Linked DNA regions of Sus scrofa: region 1 is linked to region 2. Evidence: chromatin contacts called from public HiChIP or PLAC-seq data. All regions are on one chromosome and are shown on one strand. Each heading gives the region's core, a stretch centred on a gene start, on an enhancer-like site or on the middle of the called end of the contact. The rest is flanking DNA. Distances are from core to core; before and after follow the strand shown. Region 1 has its middle 74 kb from the start of GNAQ. Region 2 overlaps GNAQ (G protein subunit alpha q).

The links. HiChIP or PLAC-seq counts read pairs in DNA pulled down with a chosen protein or histone mark.
Region 1: a contact with region 2 is called in an H3K27ac HiChIP or PLAC-seq map of alveolar macrophages. The contact joins two enhancer-like sites. A contact is called at or near these places in 1 of 47 Hi-C or Micro-C datasets (embryonic fibroblasts) and 1 of 2 datasets of contacts at active chromatin or transcription factors (alveolar macrophages).

What each region holds. Positions count from the first base shown.
Region 1 is chr1:230,979,441-230,982,140 of Sscrofa11.1, reverse strand. No RefSeq gene overlaps it. Among named protein-coding and RNA genes, the nearest start is that of GNAQ, 74 kb to the right of the region's middle. Within about 2 kb of position 1,315, at least 10 of the 83 cell types and tissues checked have an H3K27ac peak or open chromatin away from gene starts, as enhancers often do. A contact at or near this core is called in alveolar macrophages, where this site is marked.
Region 2 is chr1:230,635,561-230,638,260 of Sscrofa11.1, reverse strand. The region is part of intron 5 of GNAQ (G protein subunit alpha q); the gene reads left to right. Among named protein-coding and RNA genes, the nearest start is that of GNA14, 92 kb to the right of the region's middle. Within about 2 kb of position 1,335, at least 4 of the 83 cell types and tissues checked have an H3K27ac peak or open chromatin away from gene starts, as enhancers often do. A contact at or near this core is called in alveolar macrophages, where this site is marked.

The sequences.
Region 1 (2,700 bases), core at 66-2,565, 340 kb before region 2:
GCATGAGAGGAGTAGGTAGGAGACCAAGGTTTCTGGTATGAGCAGTTGGAAGGATGGCATCTCATCAACTGTATAGGGAAAACCTGGTAGGGGATAGGTCTGTAGGAGAAGATGAGAACCTCACTCCTAGGCATGTTAAATTTGAGACATCCAAGTGGACATGCCCAGTAGGGAGCTGCATATATGAATCTACGTTTCAGGAGAGAGTTTGGTCACAAGATAGACATTTGGGAGTCATTGTCACTCAGAAAGTTGGTACAGGAGTTCCCATGGAGGTGCAGCGGAAACGAATCCAACTAGAAACCATGAGGTTGAGGGTTCAATCCCTGGCGCCTTGCTCAGTGGGTTAGGGATCCAGCGTTGTGGTGAGCTGTGGTGTAGGTCGCAGACGCAGCTCGGATCTGGTGTTGCTGGGGCTGTGGCTCTGGCGTAGGCTGGCAGCTACAGCTCCAATTCTACCCCTGGCTTGGGAACCTCCATGTGCCTCAGGTGCGGTCCTAGAAAAGACAGAAAAAAAAAAGAAGGAAAGAAAGTTGCTACAGGAAAAGAAGAAAACCAAGGACTGATCCCTGGGGTGCTCCAAAATTAATAGGTCTTGGAGAATGGGAGGACTGAAATGACAACTAAGGAGGAAGAACCAGTGAAATGGTAGCAAATGTGAAAGCGTACGATATCCTGGAAGCCAAGAGAAGAAATTATATTGAGGGAGACCGCATGATCAACCACAGCACTGGATTTACAGGTGAATTTCCTCCCCCGTAGAAAGCGGATATATCACCTGCCTCCTGGACTTAAATGAAATCATTCATGTGAGTGGCCACTCACAATGCCTGAGGCCAATAAAGGCTCAAAAATACTACCTATTATATTTGTTTCTGACACCTCTGAAAATCTAAAAGCTACTCTAAATCTCTAAAGCTATTCATTGTCCAAGCTAACCCCTAGGGGGCACACAAGACCTTATCTTGTCTCTGTTAATGTTCTTCCCATAAAGGAGGTGTCGTAGATGTAGAACCACACGGACTCCTAATGCCGACCGAACCGCTTGTACTAAAGGCGGAAAAATCCAATGCAGTGGGCATCAGACTTCAGTGTGGATACGAAATCCACAGTGGGCCCAGCCACTAGAGATTCTAATTAAGTATATTGAGAGGGGATCTGGGCCTCTGCAGCTTCTCTGTGCCAGGTGATTTCAATGTATGTATTCCCACACTGCTGCAGTGTGGGAGAAATGAAAGGTAATAATAACTGGCTTGTAGCAAATATGCACTTCCTCTCTTCTTGGGACCTTGGAATGACTTTTGCTTCTCTTTTTTACTTTCTCTTCCCTGCAGCCAATGAGGTGAGCCAACCCTGGGCTTCCTTTAGGCTGGGAGGTCCCCATTACCACCAGAGTGGTTCTCCAGAAAGCACACTGGGGTGGGGGGTGGCTTGGGCCAGCGTTTAGTCTGTGCCATAAGAGGACACAATGCAGTGCCTCCTGTTTCCTCATCCAAATCTGGCACCTGGATTTGGGGTGGGGGTGGGAGTGAGGGGGCCTGCCCAGTGTTTAAATAAAATTTAAATTTATTTCCCACATTTAAAACTAAGATTCTGCATACAAATCCAGGTTTCCTGATTCTCCAGGACAGTAAGATTTGAAACCTCGTCCCCCATTCGCACGTAGCAAAGTTGCTTCCCTAAGAATATGGGTACTAGAGTTTGCTGGTGACCTAGTGGTTAAAGATCTGGCACTTGTCACTGCTGTGACACAGATTCGATCTGTGCCCAGGAACCTCCTCATGCCAATTGGCACACAAAAGGGAGGGGGGGCTTTGTAAATTGCCACAATCTCTTTCATTCCTTGCTATCCCCCTAAAATCATGTCAGTTACCATCTGTCATCATACTTATATTTTCCTCACAGTTAAAGAAAAATTTTTCTCTAGAAAATAAAGATACAACAAGAGCGTCTAGTATTTTGAGCATAAATTTTCTTACACCAGCCTCTTTCTCTCACTTATATTACGTGACTGGCTTCTCTAGGCATTTAAGCTTGCTATCCTGCCTACCTCATAATCCAGTGATGAAAAAATTGTTCTTATGTTAAAAAATGGTCTGGAATACTATTCACCATAAAAAAGGAGTGAGCTACTAACATGCACACTCTTTGAATTTCAAAAATTAGAGTGAGCAAAAGAAATCAGATATAAAAGCATGATAATGTATAATTCCTCCATGTGAAATTCTAGAAAAGGCAAAACTAATCTATAGTAACAAAAAGCAAAGCTGCATTTTCCTGGGAGCAGAGATTGGCTGCAATAGGTATGTTTTGGCATGACGAAAATGATCTGTTATCTCAATTATAAGGGTGCTTACATACGGAAATACACATTTGTTAAAATGCATCAAGTTGTACATATTAAATTGCGTGCATTTTATCACATACAAATTATACTACCAAAGTTGATTTTTTTAATTTACCTACTTGAGTTGCCAGAGGATAGAGATGAAATTAAGTAGGCACTTTCCTAGGGATTTCTTTTTTTTTACTTTTTACATCCTTGTCTACCATAGTAGACGGAAGGACAGGATTTAGGACTTTCAAGATTCATAAGAGGAGTTCTCGTTTTGGCTCAGCGGTAACAAACCCAACTAATATCCATGAGGATACAGGTTCGATCCCTGGCCTCTCTCAGTGGGTTAAGGATCTGGCGTTGCC
Region 2 (2,700 bases), core at 86-2,585:
TGTGGATTTAGCTGGCTTAGGGAATTTCAAAGCAGTTCAGACGTGCATGATATTTATAGGTTGATTGAAAGAAACTGAAAAGGGGCTTAAGTGTTCCTAGAGCAAGTTATTGGACTCTTGGAAGTTGAAAAAATAATTGATATGCCAATGGGAGATTTGTGTGCAGTTAATGAAATTGGAGAACATTTGTGTCACTCACGAACTTACAAAACTGGTGGACGCCAAAAGTGCAGTTTTGGTTTATATGGTCCTTATACAAGGTGATATCCAAGATGTAGTGAGAGCTCTATGGTGATAGCTGATGGCTTTGTAGTAGTGGTAGAAAATATTGTAGTATTTTCTATGCTGCTCAGAATTGGAGACCTGAGCCTGTAAGAGCAGATGCTAGGCTATTAAGAGATACAGATGTGAAAGTCATATTAGCAGTTCTCTTTCTAATAGGAAGTATTTATGAGTCGCGGAGGAGGCAGAAAGTGAAGAAAATGGCTTGGTGGTATGGGAGTAATTGTGGAAATATGGGGAAGAGGTTTTTAGCCTGGTAGAAAGTTGATTATTTGCAGAACAGGTGAAGGGTAAATATTAGGGCAGCCAGAAATGAGAGAAATCATTACATGATCATAGGTCCTTGAGGTGGTTCCTCAGCTTGGTTAAATAAATAAATAAATAAATAAGAGATGTAATTTGTAGTTCTTGGGATAGATGCTCATCTGTGAGAAGACAGTTGTTACAAATTTTTGGTATGTTTATATTTTAATAGAGCAGAGCTTAACCTGAAGGTTCCATTTCACTGGAGTAATTTCATGGAGTCTTTGCCTTTCGAAAATCTCATCAATTCCAGTTGGTACCTGAACTTTTAATATGAGCTCAATCCTTTAATTTAAGGCTTTGATCCTCAGTAAATGACACAAGCTCCAAGTTGAGATAACAAGCCGTTATCAGTGTAAATGAAAGCCATAGAGCAGACTTTGACAAGGCACAGTGAAGGCAAACTTGAAGAAACATTAGGGTGAGATTGGATAGGCCTCATGGGATGGAGAATAGTGATGACTCAGAGAATTTTGGAGCCAGAGAGGATTTCAGTTTCCCTTCTCATTTTACAGATAAGGAAACTTGAAGCTCGGAAATGTGAAGGGGAAATGAGGCCACCATCTCCTAATATGAGTTCTTTCCTTAGAGAGTTTATTAGTTAGGGGAAAGCTCTGCTGCTATAACAAAGCATCCTGAAAATATAGGGGTTTAAAGAATAGACTTAATTTCTTTTTTAAGGAAGCACTCCAGTTCAGCCAGGCAGTTCTGCTGCTTGTGGCCGTCAGGAGCCAGGGTTGCTAGGGCACTGTTATCATGTGAGCAATTGAAGCTAGGTCACTGTCCCGTTAGGTTTCAGTCCATGGGAGGTTGAAGACAGCATGTGGAGTTATATCTGCTGTCTGAGACCAAACCCAGCGTGGGCACACATCACTTTTACTCATGTTCCATTTATAAGAATTTAGTCAGATGGCCACATAAAACTTCAGGAGTCCCTTGGGCATGGAGTCTGACTGGGAAGTCGTGTCTCTGGCTACAATTCTCTTGTTGTAGGAGGAGGGAGAAACCCATTTGGATGGACTGTGGATGATCTCTGCCATAGGGGCACTCTAGACCCCTGATTCAGCAGTTTTGGCTTTCAGAAATCCACAACTATTCCACGTAGTTTCTATCCAGATTGAAATGTATCTTTGAAGTAAGTTTCCCAATCTACCACATGTGGCAGGTTTTGGAACCATCTTTCCTATTAATGAGTCCTGTAGATTCACATATCCTGTGCAGGACACTTATATAGCAAAAGGCATCACTTGCCTGTTATTGGTCATAACATGTCCACTGCCCAGGACCACATGGTATCTGCCATCAAGGTCCTGTTATGTCCAGGCCTAGGAGGATGATTAGGGCAGAACAAGGAAATTCTGCAGCTCAGGACTCTTTTTTTTTTTTTTTTTTTTAACTGAGGTCATTAAAATTAAAGAGCTGTCATGATTTAGAAACTTGTTATGAATGTTAAGTGACATAGTTCATGTAAAATACCTATCTATTTTGTCAAGAAATACTTACGGAGTGTTCCAGAAACTGGGCTTGATGCTTGGGGTGCTATAGTCTACAAGATGCTGCCTGATCTTTAAGCTCCCAGCTCAGTAGATGAGACACTCACGTAAATGGGCAATGATGGTGCAGAGTATCACACAGCACTTCCATAGCAGTACCTGCAGGTGATGTGGGAGCAGAAACAAAAGGCACCCAACCCTGGGTTGGAGGGACCCAGTTCTTGGGACGAGTGCTTGGCTGACACCTAACAACAGGAGTTAGTCAGGAAAGAGACACTAGGATTTTGAATAGCCCTTTTTTAATTTGGCCTCCCCACACTCCTCTAGTGTTATTTCTCAAAACGCCACTCATCAGGCTCGCAAGGAAAAGACGAAGATATTATTTTTTTCTTCACCTCGGCATCGTGAAGTCAATCCCACACACACACAGAGGAAAGTGATTTGATAAAGATAACACCAGCACAGGAGTGTTCTGGGAGACCTTGCTTTTACTGTTCCAAACTGGGACATTATGGCAGCATTTAGTATACACAGAGTAATTTAACATTCTTAAATAGCTCAGTGGCTCATGAACATTTCAGTTAATTCAGATGTATTGGTTTTTTAAGGGCACATATCCATT